Linked DNA regions of Sus scrofa: region 1 is linked to region 2. Evidence: chromatin contacts called from public Hi-C data. All regions are on one chromosome and are shown on one strand. Each heading gives the region's core, a stretch centred on a gene start, on an enhancer-like site or on the middle of the called end of the contact. The rest is flanking DNA. Distances are from core to core; before and after follow the strand shown.

Region 1 (3,501 bases), core at 736-3,235, 200 kb after region 2:
TAAATTGTTTTTAAATGCAAGAATGAACTTCAGGCAAAGGGCATAGCCTGTAAGGGCAGGGCACCTGGTTTGTACTGAGTCCCGTTGTCTGGTACATGGCCTCCCCTTCAGGTGCTGGAGACATTTTCCAGCTGCCTCCCACAGAGGCCTTTGCAGAAATCTTAACATGATTCTTAAACTTCCAGCTGTCCAGTGGCCACACCCTGTCCCTGGAGCCCTGGGAGTCAAGAGCCTTTATCTCTAACACACTCCTTTGGACAAGCCAGGCTTTGACCTCTGGGAGCTGCCCCAGGGTGTAAACAAAACAGAGATGGGAAATTTCCAAGGCAATTTATCTGCCAGTATTCTGCCAACTCCTTGGAAGTCACGGATTTTGTTTCTTGTCTCTAAGGCACCAGCTCAGTCTGGCTAAAGAAGGCTGAAGCTGGAGTTCCTGTGGTGGCTCAGGGGTTAATGAACCTAATGAATATCCTTGGGGCCTGGGGTTTGATCCCTGGCCTCGTTGGTGGGTTAAGGCTCTGGCATTGCCCTAAGCTTTGCAGATGTGGCGGCTCAGATGAGTTGCTGTGGCAAAAAAAAAAAAAAAAAAAAAAAAAAAAAAGAAGGTTGAAGTTCATGGAGCGGCACAGCCCAGGGAGAGAAAAGGGAAAGAAGAGCTATTGTTCTAGAGGTTGGTAAAAGGCATTCAGGCATCTGTGCTGAAGTCAGAAAGGCAGGTGGAGAGGGTGCAATTTTAAACCACCATCAATCAAAGGAGTTGAAAACGAGTCCCCTTCCCAACATGGAAAATCACAGTCAATATACCCAGCATAGAAACTTCTCTTATTTTCTAGGGGTGCTTATGGACACACAAGCCCACACAATGGAATGATAGCTGTAGCCTGCATTCTCATGTAATAGAGAATCAGGAACAATTTATATCACCATTAATTATCAACTACTCTATTTTTAAAACCTGCATTTTGTTTGAAGAAAACTGATGTATACCAATCGTCAGGATACATTTTCATTTAAATAGTTTTATTGTTTTCAAAAATATATGTTGTCATGTGGTGCTTCAGAGAATGGGCTTTAGTGTGGGTTATGGATTTCAGTCCCATTTTCTGGCACTTTCTGGGTGCAGAACCTTGGCCAAGGGACTTAATTATGTTGCTTCCTCAATAAAATGAAGATGATAATAGTACCTGCTTCATAGGTCTCTTGCAAAGAGCCATGGAGATGATTCACATGAAATATTTGGCATGGTACCCACCACGTAAGAAACCCTCCATATTCATAGCTATAACAATGAGTATAAAAATACAAACAATATAGAAAAATATAAAATTTTTAAATCCCCTGCAATCCTACCAGCTAGGATAATTGATGTTGATTGTGTCATATTATACCGGGGCTCCAATAAACATATACTGCAGGCATCTTTTCCTGCCAAGTAGCATTGTCCTGTAGTCAATATCCCTTTTTTATTTTTTCTTTTTTTATTGTTTTCTTTTTTTGCTTTTTAGGGCCACACCTGCGGCATATGGAGGTTACCAGGCTAGAGGTCAAACTGGAGCTATAGCTGCTGGCCTACACCACAGCCACAGCAATGCAGGATCCAAGCCGTGTCTGTGACCTATACCACAGCTCACAGCAACACCAGATCCTTAACCCGATGAGTGAGGCCAGGGATTGAACCCGAAACCTCATGGTTCCTAGTCGGATTCATTTCTGTTGCACCATGATGGGAACTCAAATATCCCCTTTTTAAATGACTGGAGAACATTACATGGTTATGAATATGGCAGGATATATTCTTGATAGAGAAGAAAAGAAAGTTCGGAAGAACACAAACCCTGGGTTACATGCCTGGCCAAATCTTCACGGCGTGTGTTTCATAACGTCAGCTAAGAAATCATCTCACCACAAACTCAGCTCTGCAGAGTCAGGAAGGATCTGCATACTGTGGCCCAGTTTCCTAGTTGGAGCGGACCTTGATTGTTCCAGGACATCACCCTTCACCTGCACACTCTGCAATCTGGCATTCAGGCTGATGAAAATGGGAAACAGTCATATTCCCCTGGTCGCTCCTGCTGATTCAGCGATCAGGGGCCCTGGGAGGGTTCATGGCTGTTTGGCCAAGCAGGCATTCAGGCTTCACTGAAAGTCACAGTCTCCTGGGGTCCAGATGGGGGGTGGGGGGGGGTTGTTTACACTGCATCCAGACCAAACATCTGGGGAAACTGTAACCCCTTTCGTTTTCCCCTGCTGCCTTGAAAGAAAATCTGATGTTATCACACAAAGAAGACATTTCTTTTTCTCATTCTCTGTTTCTTTCTCTCCTTTTTTTCCTCTTCTATGTTTTTCCTTCTTATTCCTTCCCCCTTCTTTTTTCTCTTCTCTGCTCCCTGCTTGCCTCTTTCTCCCCCTCTTTTCTGCTTTTTCCTTCTTTCCAACTTCTATAACAAAGTACTTTGGGAGAGAAAGTTTAAAAAGAAATAAATCTTTTATTTTCAGAACCAGAGGATTTTTTTTTTCCACAAAGATTTATGCGCAGCTGAAAGAACTGGAGAAATAAATGGGCCAAAAGCCTCTTTCTTATTCAGGACAAATGTCCATGGAAAGTACTAAAAGGGCTGAACTTCTTGGTGACCTTAGCAAATGTATTTTTGGAAAAAGTGGATTAGAGTTTGGTTTCTACCCTGTCCATGCCTCTCTGGTCCTCTGTTCCTGTTCTACCTGCTGTAGAGTTCACTCCTGCAATCAAAGGTCAGGAAGTGACACTGAAAACAGGAATGGCTAACCCCCAGTGGTATGTCATCTGGAATCTGACAACTATCACTTCTACAGTCTCTTAGGAGTCATTGGTCAACATACTGCATGAGATAAAGACTCACGGCCTGCAACTACAGCCCTCTCATTTTAATCCCTATTTATTTACTAGGAAGGCAACATGGAGTGGTAGTTAAAAGCACTAATTCCACCTCTGCTATTTACATACTGTGTATCTTCAAGACTATGACAACCTCTCCAACCCTATTCCCCCATCTCTGTAAAGAGGAATAACCATGGCACCCATTTGACAAGGCTGTGTGTTCAGAGGCTCAGCATGGCATTTTGCTCAGGGAATTTACAGCCACTGGTGGTTATTATGGATAATTAAGTTAGTTGTGATCCCTGACTCATCAAATTATCTTCTAGCCCACACTTTCCATGTGGACAAACACACATCTGTCTATCAAATGCTCTTGTTGGAATCAAAGAACATGATACCTGGACTACTTTATTGATTAATCAAAAACAAACCCCTGAAAGAGGAGATGAAGTTACCTCTGTATGATTAGAACTTCTGCAGACTCTCACCTGTCACTGGCTAAGCTGTCCTTCCTGAATGTTTTTAAAGTGTGTATTTAATAATGGGGTTCCAAATGCTTTATCCATTACCTTCTACTTTTTAGAATCCACATATTTCTCATTTTTGAAAACTGGAATAACATATTCCTGTATCCAATTGCCTGGCCT
Region 2 (3,668 bases), core at 331-2,830:
TCTAAACTGCGTGCACCTCTCTTGGTTTTATCGCCCTAAACCAAGAGTTTAGAGTTAGGGTTCTTATCTTGCAGTTCGGGTGTGTTTAAAATTCAGGGTCTCCCGAAAGTTTGGCAAAGCTTTAAAGCTGTTCTTTCCCCAATCTCTGTCCCCATTGCCATAGGGTCCTTAGCTTTCTGTAGGTCTCCGGCCCAAAAAAGGTTAAGAACCGCTTTGGAAAGCGAGAAGGGGCGGGGATTTCGGCGCCCCCGAGTGCCTCCGGGTTTAGAGATAGGCTCGGGGGTGTGGGTGGGGGTGCGAGGGGAGTGTCGTCTACTCCGAGGGGAAGCACCAGCGCCTGGAGGGATTTCTCAATCACTTCCGCTTGCTCTTTGCCTGAGAGATGCTGTGAGCAGCTCAAAGCTGACACTCCGTCTTGGGATGCAAATTTGGAAGTCAGAAATTATGCCAGAAAGGGAGGGATGTGGGATGTGTGTGCGTATGGGGGGTGGGGGTGGGGTTCTTTAATCCTGGATATTTCGAACAATTTCTGTAAAAAGTATTACTAATGAATATTTGCCCAAAATCCCAGAACTAGAGTTTTCTGTTGCTTAGCTGGCACTCGGGGTTGAAAATATCAAAGATTGCCAACACTGGGAACCAAATAGCAATATTTTATAAGTATCTACTACTGCAGAAACATTAATGCATATATTTCTCCTTTTGTAGAGGTAAGTGACTTGGTAGGACTAAAATTGCCTAAATAAGTTGTTAATCAATGTTGCCATCATCTAACTATATGATTGGAATTTATGATGGGTATACACCATATAAAGATGGCACAACAGAAATACCTGTCAAGTGTACAGCTAGCTTTTTAAAGGATAACGTTTAAAGCTGTTTCTTAAACCTTCAAAGTAGTTGACAAAAAGACATTTCTAATACACAATCTTTCTTTCCATTATGTAATAAAAATTCCTCAGTCACAGGGTCTGAGATTGGCTGAGAGTTTAGCAGAATAGAAAAGTATCAAGAAAGCAAACTATCAGCTGATTCCCATGGAAAATACTCTAGGACCTCCACTGTAAAGTTGCTTAAAAATGTAGCACCTTTCAATATTTCCCATTAGACAATTTCCCTCTTTTTCAATTTAAATCCCCCGATAGAGAATTTAACGCTGTAGGAATTATTATACGCAAGGCTAGACATATCCATTGTGTACTGTTTCTCCTTAGCTTTCTTTCTAGTACTTGGCATTAAAGGATGAACTTTGTTACCGTTCTTTAACATTGCTCCCCTAGAACTCAATCATTTCCACAGCTGAAAGGGATGAAAATACCTTATGGGAGTTCCCCTGTGGCTCAGTGGTTAATGAATCTGACTAGGAACCATGAAGTCAAGGATTCGATTCCTGGCTTTGCTCAGTGGGTTAAGGATCCGGCATTGCCGTGAGCTGTGGTGTAGGTCGCAAACATGGCTTGGTTCTGGCAGTGCTGTGGCTGTGGTGTGGGCTGGCGGCAACAGCTCCGATTGGACCCCTTGCCTGGGAACCTCCATGTGTGGAGGGTGCGGCCCTAGGAAAGACCAAAAAAAAAAAAAAAAAAAAAAAAAAAATGCAAAGTATCTCTTGTAGCCTGCTGAGTTGACCAGAGCTTAAGTTTTCAAATTTCTCATCCTCAGTGAGTAGGTTCATCATTTAAGTGATAATTAGCTTACCTTTTAATTTACATCCATAAACAAGTCTCAAGAATCTTAGGAAGATGTTTGAAATAACAAGAAATGAGTAGGACAAGTGAGCTAGCAAACTAAATAATTCAAGGCAAAGTCTTGTCTGAATAATAATGTTAATAATCAAATTTTATTGAGTGCATACCATGTGCTTAAACCATGTGCATTTAATTTGATTCTCACAGTGGCCCTATGAGACAGGCAGTACCTGTAATTTAATTTTACAGATAAGGATGTTGAGGTCTAAAAAGGTCTAAAAAGGCAATTTTATAAGGGTCCTCCAACTAGTAAGTGACAGACGTAATTTAAATTGTTTTGGCAGTTTAGTCCAAGTTCATAATTATATATAAGGAATAAATGATCAGAAGTGGTGCTAGGTTTTAGAGGGTGGTTTTGGTGAGAATCATTGAGAGAACTGCCTTGATTGTTTTTGTTACGTATACTTTTTCTTTAGCTCTCTATCTCCTTTTTCTAATGTTGAGTATTTTACAGTAATCATTTCAGTGACCTCAGTGATATTTCACGGTGTTTTCCTCAACATCTAGTACAGGTCTGGCTCACAGTAGGAGCTCAAGAAATTTCTTTTTTCTTTTTCTTTTCTTTTTTTTTAGGGCCGCATCTGTGGCATATGGAGGTTCCCAGGCTAAGGGTTGAATCAGAGCTACAGCTGCCAGCCTAGCCATAGCCACAGCAATGCCAGATCCAAGCTGCATCTGCACCCTACACCACAGCTCATGGCAAAGCCAGATCCTTAACCCACTGAGCAAGGCCAGGGGTCAAACCTGTGACCTCATGGCTCCTAGTCAGATTCTTTTCCACTGCGCTGTGAGAGGAACTCCAAGAAGTATTTATTGAATGAATGAATGGATATAAACCTACTTTGTTTCAATTGGGATGAAATGATGTATCACATTTATAATAATATAGTTAGAATAATCTATATTAAAATACATATATAAGTTAATAAATGATAAATAAACTTATACTTGATATCCTTTTTAAGGAATATTTGCCACCAAAGTTCAGGCTGGAAAGTCACTAAAATAACTGTTTAGAAAAGAATCACAATGATATTTTTTAGATTTTTGCTATATACATTGAGTTGTGTACAGATTAAAATATATGTGTACTGATTCTCAAAACAATCAATGAAATAGAAATTATGAAAGAAAAAATATATTTATATGCCATTTGAAAGGTGGTTCTATAAATAGGAATGTAAAATTACCTGAGTACAGGAGGGCAAAGTGGATTTTCTAATAATTGGTCTCTCACAAGAGCTTCCTCTGAAAGAAGAACAACTTGTTGAGGTCACCTGGAGTTAATGTAGGAGGGAAAGTTTTGAGCCCATTTTCTTCTCGAGGCTTTACTGGAATTGAATGTTATTGTAGGTTAAATGAGAAGCGTCTTTGGCTGCTGCTTCATGAAAACTGAATCCCAGAGGAATGACCATTGAGATTAGTCACTGGGGAGAGATAGTCTGGTCAATAGAAATACGAACAATGACATCACAAATGACTTTGCAGAACGCCAGTGAAAACAGCAGGAAGGAGATTTGAAGCAAAGCCATCTATTTCCACAGCAAGGGAAAACCCACACCCAAATGATAGGGAGAGACCAGGAGCCAGAATTAAAGTGAATAGTTTCCTGAGTGGTCAGCAGTGAGTAGTTTCAGCAATAGATAAGCCATGGTACTGGGTAGCATAGGATTCTGGTAAATGAAGCACCAAGCAGGAGGTAGCTGACCTCTGAGGCCTTGAACAGCGCCCTCAGTACCTCTCTGATCCAGTTTCATGTTTGCAGAGTGGAGGTGGGGAGACACTGTGTCATCTTTTACGTGACATGGGGGACATGATCTTAGTATATTTTTGAAAGCCTTCCAGTTACTGATTTCAAGCATAGCATAACAAAGTAGTTTATATCCTTAGTAATAATAACATGAGATTCTTTTCACTGAGTTC

What was found. Hi-C and Micro-C count contacts between places; a contact is called where the count stands out from the background.
Region 1: a Hi-C map of skeletal muscle shows a contact between it and region 2, with 6 times the contacts expected there. The contact joins the enhancer-like site here to the promoter of ADAMTS9 in region 2. A contact is called at or near these places in 6 of 47 Hi-C or Micro-C datasets (heart right ventricle, retroperitoneal adipose tissue, skeletal muscle and 1 more) and 1 of 2 datasets of contacts at active chromatin or transcription factors (skeletal muscle).

Annotation. Positions count from the first base shown.
Region 1 is chr13:46,412,201-46,415,701 of Sscrofa11.1, forward strand. All of the region lies in intron 3 of LOC106505633 (a long non-coding RNA gene), which reads left to right. Among named protein-coding and RNA genes, the nearest start is that of ADAMTS9, 200 kb to the left of the region's middle. Within about 2 kb of position 1,986, at least 11 of the 83 cell types and tissues checked have an H3K27ac peak or open chromatin away from gene starts, as enhancers often do. A contact at or near this core is called in skeletal muscle and subcutaneous adipose tissue, where this site is marked.
Region 2 is chr13:46,207,658-46,211,325 of Sscrofa11.1, forward strand. It overlaps ADAMTS9 (A disintegrin and metalloproteinase with thrombospondin motifs 9), which reads right to left and starts at 1,581. Exons shown (of 40, transcript XM_003132298.6): 1 at 1-1,581. All of the region lies in intron 1 of LOC106505633 (a long non-coding RNA gene), which reads left to right. The region is part of intron 1 of LOC110256460 (a long non-coding RNA gene); the gene reads left to right.